Linked DNA regions of Mus musculus: region 1 is linked to region 2. The links are chromatin contacts, called in public promoter capture Hi-C maps. All regions are on one chromosome and are shown on one strand. Each heading gives the region's core, a stretch centred on a gene start, on an enhancer-like site or on the middle of the called end of the contact. The rest is flanking DNA. Distances are from core to core; before and after follow the strand shown. Region 1 overlaps 1810046K07Rik (RIKEN cDNA 1810046K07 gene). Region 2 holds the start of 2310030G06Rik (RIKEN cDNA 2310030G06 gene).

Region 1 (3,004 bases), core at 234-2,733, 560 kb after region 2:
TGGTATACCATCATATAGACGGTACCCGAATCTAGTCTGAAAAGATGACAGGAAATCATCAAGCAGGTTGGAGGAGGATGTGCCACTGAAGAGAAAACCAAGGCTGGGGATGTTTGCAACAGTGTGTCTGAGAGGTGGGAAGGCAAACAGGAAGTGCAAAGACAGGGAATGACAACGAGGGAGGAGCTTGAGGAAGACACAGGAGCTCAGTTATAAAGGGATTGGGCTGTGCTAAGGGCTTGGACTTTGTCCACCAATGGGCATTGAGTCTTTAGAGTCTCTGTGGTGTAGCCACGATGAAAGTGCTATTCTAGAACACGGTCTCTGATGGTGAAGCCATGGGTCTGGAGTTGTTGGCAGAGCTAGTGGCAGCTGCTGGAAGTCCAGTGGAGACCTGATGATAAGGGTCTGTCTGGCAGAGTGTCAGGAGGCTGGCAGGTGATACCTCTGTCTGCGTCTGTTTGTCATCCTTCTAGTAGCTGTATGAGGATAGCTGATTCATGCCTCTAGGTGCCGAGAGCTGTTCTGGCCACATGTCCTGGCCACTGTACAGTTCCCAGGGCCTTTTCTCTTTTGCTCACCATTGACTACTTTCACACTGACACTGGTGTATGGAGAGACTACCACATCTCCCCATCCCACACTACAAAATCGAAAGACCCGTACATTCTTCCATGATCTAATTTAATGGTGCACTGTGCAGGGCTGATCCTATGGTCAGTAATTATGTTTCATTGAGGAATGAATGGTGAAACATCCTTATGAGCACTTACTTTATATTTACGAAACCTCACTCTGTGTGGGGAGTCTTCACACTTGGTAACCTAGGCAACCGTAGGGACTACATCATTGAATATGTAGAAGGAATGATTGATTAAAGCTTTCAAAAGCACAGAGGAGGAGTGAAGAGCAAAAGCCATGTTCAAATTCTGAGGGAAAGGAACTTATTATGGAAACACAGATTTACTTTGTAATCACCTGTGTAACTATATGTGGTACAATTTGAAGTCAGTTAAACTGTTGTATCAACTTAGGTTCTATCCAATGGTTGCAACAAACATCTGTAAGAATGTATGTGAAACTGAACTTAGCGGTACAGTGTGGGGAGACTTCCACAGATATCTACTGTATAGTCTTTATACTTCCTACTGTGTATTCTCTTTGGCAGTTACACAATGGGTTGCCTTTGTAATTAAGGCAACTAATTAATATTAAATCAACATTACTATTAATATTAAAATGGATGTCATCTTTATACCTTTATGGTTAATTTCTCATTTGATAAAAAATATGATTCCAAATGTCTTCAATTTCTGAGCCATGAGCTATTTTATGTCCCTTGGAAAGCTCACACGATGACAGAATTCCAATTTTTTGACAGTTTCTTAAAAATTTTATTTTAACAGCTCTGCTGCTTGGCACAAAATTATGTCCAGGCTGTGTCTGTGAGAAAGTGATTGCTGTTGCCTAAGTTACGAAATGAAACATATTTTTATGCTCCTGGCTCTTGGTGTGCCTTTGAAATGCTGCTTGTATTTATGCAGCTAGGTTAGAGCAAGGGGAGCCACTGGGAAGCCTTTTGGCCAGCGAAGAGATTGCAGAACTGCAGCCCCACCAGATGGACCAGCCAGGGTTGTTTTGCTGTAAAACCTGATTATTTTTGCAAGCTGCATGAAAGAATTCTCCACCAGGAAGGATTTTAAATTTCATGACATTTAAAAAGAAAATTCCACAGAACCAATAGAACAGCTGAGAAAATAAGTTCCCTATGAAAGGCTTGCTCTTATTATTATTTAAAAATTTTCTGCAATTGTGCAGGAGCAGGTGGCTGGGTGGGGACCACGGAAAACTCAGGAAGTGTGGTTCAGTTCTCCAAACAGGGCAGGACAGTGGGCTAATTAAAGTCAGACAATAGGCGGTCTGGAAAGCCTTAGAAAATAAAGCGTCCATTCAAATGAAGAGCAACCATAGAATGTGTGTCCCTAAATTCAAACAACGGCATTTTGCGTTTATGAGGCATCCAGTGCTACGAAAATGTTGTTTTATGTTTTTGGGAGGTGGGCAGGCTGGAGAGATGGCTCAGCAGTTAAGAGCACTGACTGCTCTTCCAGAGATACTGAGTTCAATTCCCAGCAACCACATGGTGGCTCACAACCATCTGTCATGGGGTCCAGTGTATTCTTCTGGCATGTGTCTGAAGACAGCTACAGTGTATTCATATAAATAAAAATAAATAAATCTTTAAAAAAGGAAATATTTATTATTATTGCTGTTATTATTATTATTTCTGGGCTCATGAAGGAACTTCCTTAGCGAGGCTGAGGAGCAACCTTCCAACCACCATGCCTTGAGAACAAGGAAAAGGTCTGGGGAAGATATTCTTCGATTAGATGTGAATTCCCTCTATTAAGAACTTGAAAACTAATGGGAAATAAGAAATGGATTGTTTTCTGTGGGAAATTTAGAAAAAAATAGTAAGGTAAAATGAAGTAAATGTATTAAAAATTCAAGCTTTCTCAGTGGCTTTAATAACCAAACAACCATGAGGTGTTTCTCAAAATATAAGAAAAAAATCACAGGGGAAAAATAAAAATATAAGAAAACATAAAACTCCCAAACGGTAGCAAACTATTAAATACACATTAGCATGTGGTGACAGTTCATTGTGCCTTAGGCAAACAAGATAATCTTACTGAAGCCAAAACTATTATAGGATTGGTTCCAACTATGAGAGTCGCAGAGGCGAACAATAAGTTTAATGGTTAATTTTAGGAAATCCATGCCACTCATGAGTATGTCAAAGCATGTCACTGACTTTTTTTTTTTTTTTTTTTTTTTTTTACACTCATGCCTTCAGAGCTTGAGTCACTTTGTCTGAAACTTTACAACCCCTGATTTCAAATGGCATTTTTTTCCTGTTTTTTTTTTTTTTTTTTGAGACAGGGTTTCTCTGTATAGCCCTAGCTCTCCTGGAACTCACTTTGTAGACCAGGCTGGCCTTGAA
Region 2 (3,040 bases), core at 168-2,667:
TAGAGAGCTCCAGGACGACAGAGAGAGAACCTGCCTTAAAAATCAAACAAAGAATAAATAAATATACATGTAAACAAATATACACTTATAGGCAGGGTCTTATTTATTTGTCTATTTTTAGTTTTTTGAGACAGGGTCTCTCTATGTAACCTTGGCTATCCTGAAATGGCCTGCCTCTGCCTTTCAATAGCTGGGATCAAAGGCATTCACTACCATGTTTATCCAAGTTTCCTTTTATTGCTGACTTCTGTATCTGTCACTTCCTGGTACCCAGCACATGCTCAGTTGATATTTGTTTAATAACCAACTAGATTAATAAACTAGCAGGCACAGGACTGGAGTCTAGTATTGTTTTCAAATTTTAGGTGCTTTCCAATGTATCTCACTTTTCTCTCTACATGTGATGTTTACCTGTAAATAAGTATTCTTTGAACTCTGACCCAGACATGGATCATATAGCTAAGAGGCAGCTGACAGGATGAAGCCATATTTGGGAGTTTGTAGTGGTGGTGAACACCCTGGGGGGAAAGTTACAAAAACCACAAATAATCTATTATTTGGTGGGGTTTTTTGTTGTTGTTGCTGTTGTTTTTATTTTGTATTTTTTGTTCTTACTAGCTTTCGATCTCTAAAACCAACCTATGATACAAATAATAGGGACTGTATATTTTTAAAAAAATCGAGGACCCAGTGAATTGACTGGACTGCATGAGGCCACACAGCAAATAGCATGAAAGTTATATTCACAGTTCCAGTGGATTCTCTTCCTTCCCACTTCTGCAGTTTCAAACAAACATTTGTCCAAATTCAGTTGCTCAATCCATGGTCACATCTCTGATTACCTAGTGAGGAAAGTATGGGCCCTGAAGTCTAGCCTCCGCGCTTGGAATCTTGTTTTACCTGCTAAGCTACTAGCCATGTGACTGACACTACCTTCTCTGAGCCTCCGCTCCTTAACCGGCCAAGATGGGAACAACGGTAAGACCACTCACTCACAGAAGACCTGGGACAATTAACCCAGATTAGAAAGTGACTGCACATAGAGAGCACTCCAATGCTCCCGTTATTATGATCTGCGGAAGAATAAAAAAGGAGAGAGCATCGGAAGGAAGGAAAGGAGAGAAGAGAGAAACCAGGCTGGCCCACCGGTGCAGCCAACCTCTGGCCACTCTCCAGCTTGCTGTGTTTTCCAAGCGTCCTAAGGCACCGCTCTCTGCTCCACCTAGGACGTGGCAGGTGGAGGAAGGCACGGACGGTCTCCAGGCTGTCTGATTCTCAGGGTTTCATATCCACCACCGGAGGCGGTCCCCTCCACCTTTCGGCCCTACTCACCAGGTTCCCCCACAGCAGAGCCGGTTTCCCATGGCGGTTGTGTCTCCCAGGGAGCCCAGCTGGTTTTCAGACATAAAGAGGTTTGCGCATTTCCTGGTTCCCGGCTGAGCGAACGGCAACGGCTCCCAGGAAGTCTGTCAGGATCAGATTTCAACCGAGTAGGTTGGACCTTGGAAGCCACCTGGTGGAATGATTCCCAAGTGACTGTTCGCAGCCAAAGGGCAGGAAGACACACGGGCTCCAGGTGAGAGTTATCTCACCTTAGGGATTTGAAACTCCTTTTGATGAAGCTGCAAGCTTCGATTTATAAAGAAACCTGAGATACAAAAGGGCTCTGAGTTTCCATAGGAAATGTGTCTCTCTGTATCGCACGGCCTTTGAAATAGACCCTCCATAAGGGAGTCAAAGCTCGGCCACTACGTTTGCCCTACCACACTCAGGTTTGAGTTTCACTGTCAAGGTAATTGGTACTAGTTTCTGATGTCCTCAATTTGGGTTTGAATCCTAGAGGCTTTTGGAACCTGAAATGTAGGAAAATGGAATGCTCTCATATTCCCACGACTAGAATTAATAATGTGCGCATATCTCCTAACCATTTACCATCTAGATTTCCAGCACACCAAGGCATAAGTACTGAATGTATTACTTAATCCTCTTTCTGGTATAAACCAGATGGCTAACTGATTGGCACGGAGCACTCAATGTTCTCTCCCCAGTCCAGGACCATGAAATCTCTACTTACCCCTGCTTGTAGCTTCTGCTTCCAATGACCCAAAATTGGATTCACTCTTCCCTGGCCAGAAACTATGAGGCAGCTGAATGAATTCCCCTGAGACAATATGTTACCAGGTTGAGTATGGTGTATACCTCCTGGCACTCGGGAGGCAGGAGGATGAGGATCTCTGAGAGTTTGAGGCCAGCCTGGGCTACAGGAGCAAGTTTCAGGACAGCCAGGAATTCATAGAATTCATAGAGGTACCCTGTCTTAAATAAACAGAAACAAACAAGAGAGAAAGAAAGGAAAGAGAGAAGGGAGAATATGTCTCTAAGAAAATCTTTGAAACCTGCAATTCCGATCTTCAATATTTTCTTGGCATTTTGAGTATTGTCCTGGAATATTCATAGTCAGCCCTGAACTCCATGGAGTACACTGGATTCTGAATTCCTCCTCATCTTGGGAAAAACGGGCCTGAGAGTGGCCACTTCATAGGGCTGTGATAACTGAATGAGGTATGTGTGTACAAAGCTTCTGAACAGGCCAGACGCATGGGACGCCCTCAGTAAGTCTTAACCATTGTTACTACTATTGTTCTCAGTGATCAGATGGCTAAGCATTGTATTCTACTATCTCATGTTCCAATCCTGCAGGCCATTCCGTATCCTACTATTAACTACATTCCTTTCATCCTGTAACCTGCGTCCCTGTCTCAAAAGCCAGTAATAATTTCCTATCACTTACAGGATAGAACTCTCAAAGCCCTTCATAATTTGCTTCACTTCCATCCAACCTCTTTGGCAGCTTAAAGGATCTTACCCAGATTTTTAGAGGGCCAGAAACTGCACAGAAAAGACAAAAAAGCACCCGGTACACCTTAAAACACAGCAACCGGAGTGTAGAGGGTTAACAAAGCCTGGAGAGGATTGTATCGAAATCCAACCCAGTTAGTCCTTATCTGGAAGTCTTTGAGACTTCTCATTGACGTTCAGG

The links. Promoter capture Hi-C pulls out the DNA fragments that hold promoters and counts their contacts.
Region 1: a promoter capture Hi-C map of hippocampal neurons shows a contact between it and region 2, with 2.1 times the contacts expected there. The contact joins the enhancer-like site here to the promoter of 2310030G06Rik in region 2. A contact is called at or near these places in 6 of 39 promoter capture datasets (3T3-L1-derived adipocytes, the C10 cell line, the HPC-7 cell line and 3 more), 1 of 484 Hi-C or Micro-C datasets (the HPC-7 cell line), 1 of 115 datasets of contacts at active chromatin or transcription factors (bone marrow-derived macrophages) and 2 of 9 other capture datasets (adipose tissue and liver).

Annotation. Positions count from the first base shown.
Region 1 is chr9:51,303,813-51,306,816 of GRCm38.p6, forward strand. All of the region lies in intron 2 of 1810046K07Rik (RIKEN cDNA 1810046K07 gene), which reads right to left. Among named protein-coding and RNA genes, the nearest start is that of Gm39338, 7.7 kb to the right of the region's middle. Within about 2 kb of position 1,484, at least 19 of the 459 cell types and tissues checked have an H3K27ac peak or open chromatin away from gene starts, as enhancers often do. A contact at or near this core is called in hippocampal neurons, where this site is marked.
Region 2 is chr9:50,745,110-50,748,149 of GRCm38.p6, forward strand. It overlaps 2310030G06Rik (RIKEN cDNA 2310030G06 gene), which reads right to left and starts at 1,418. Exons shown (of 4, transcript NM_025865.3): 1 at 1,333-1,418. The coding sequence starts at 1,364. It also overlaps a transcript of Cryab not described here.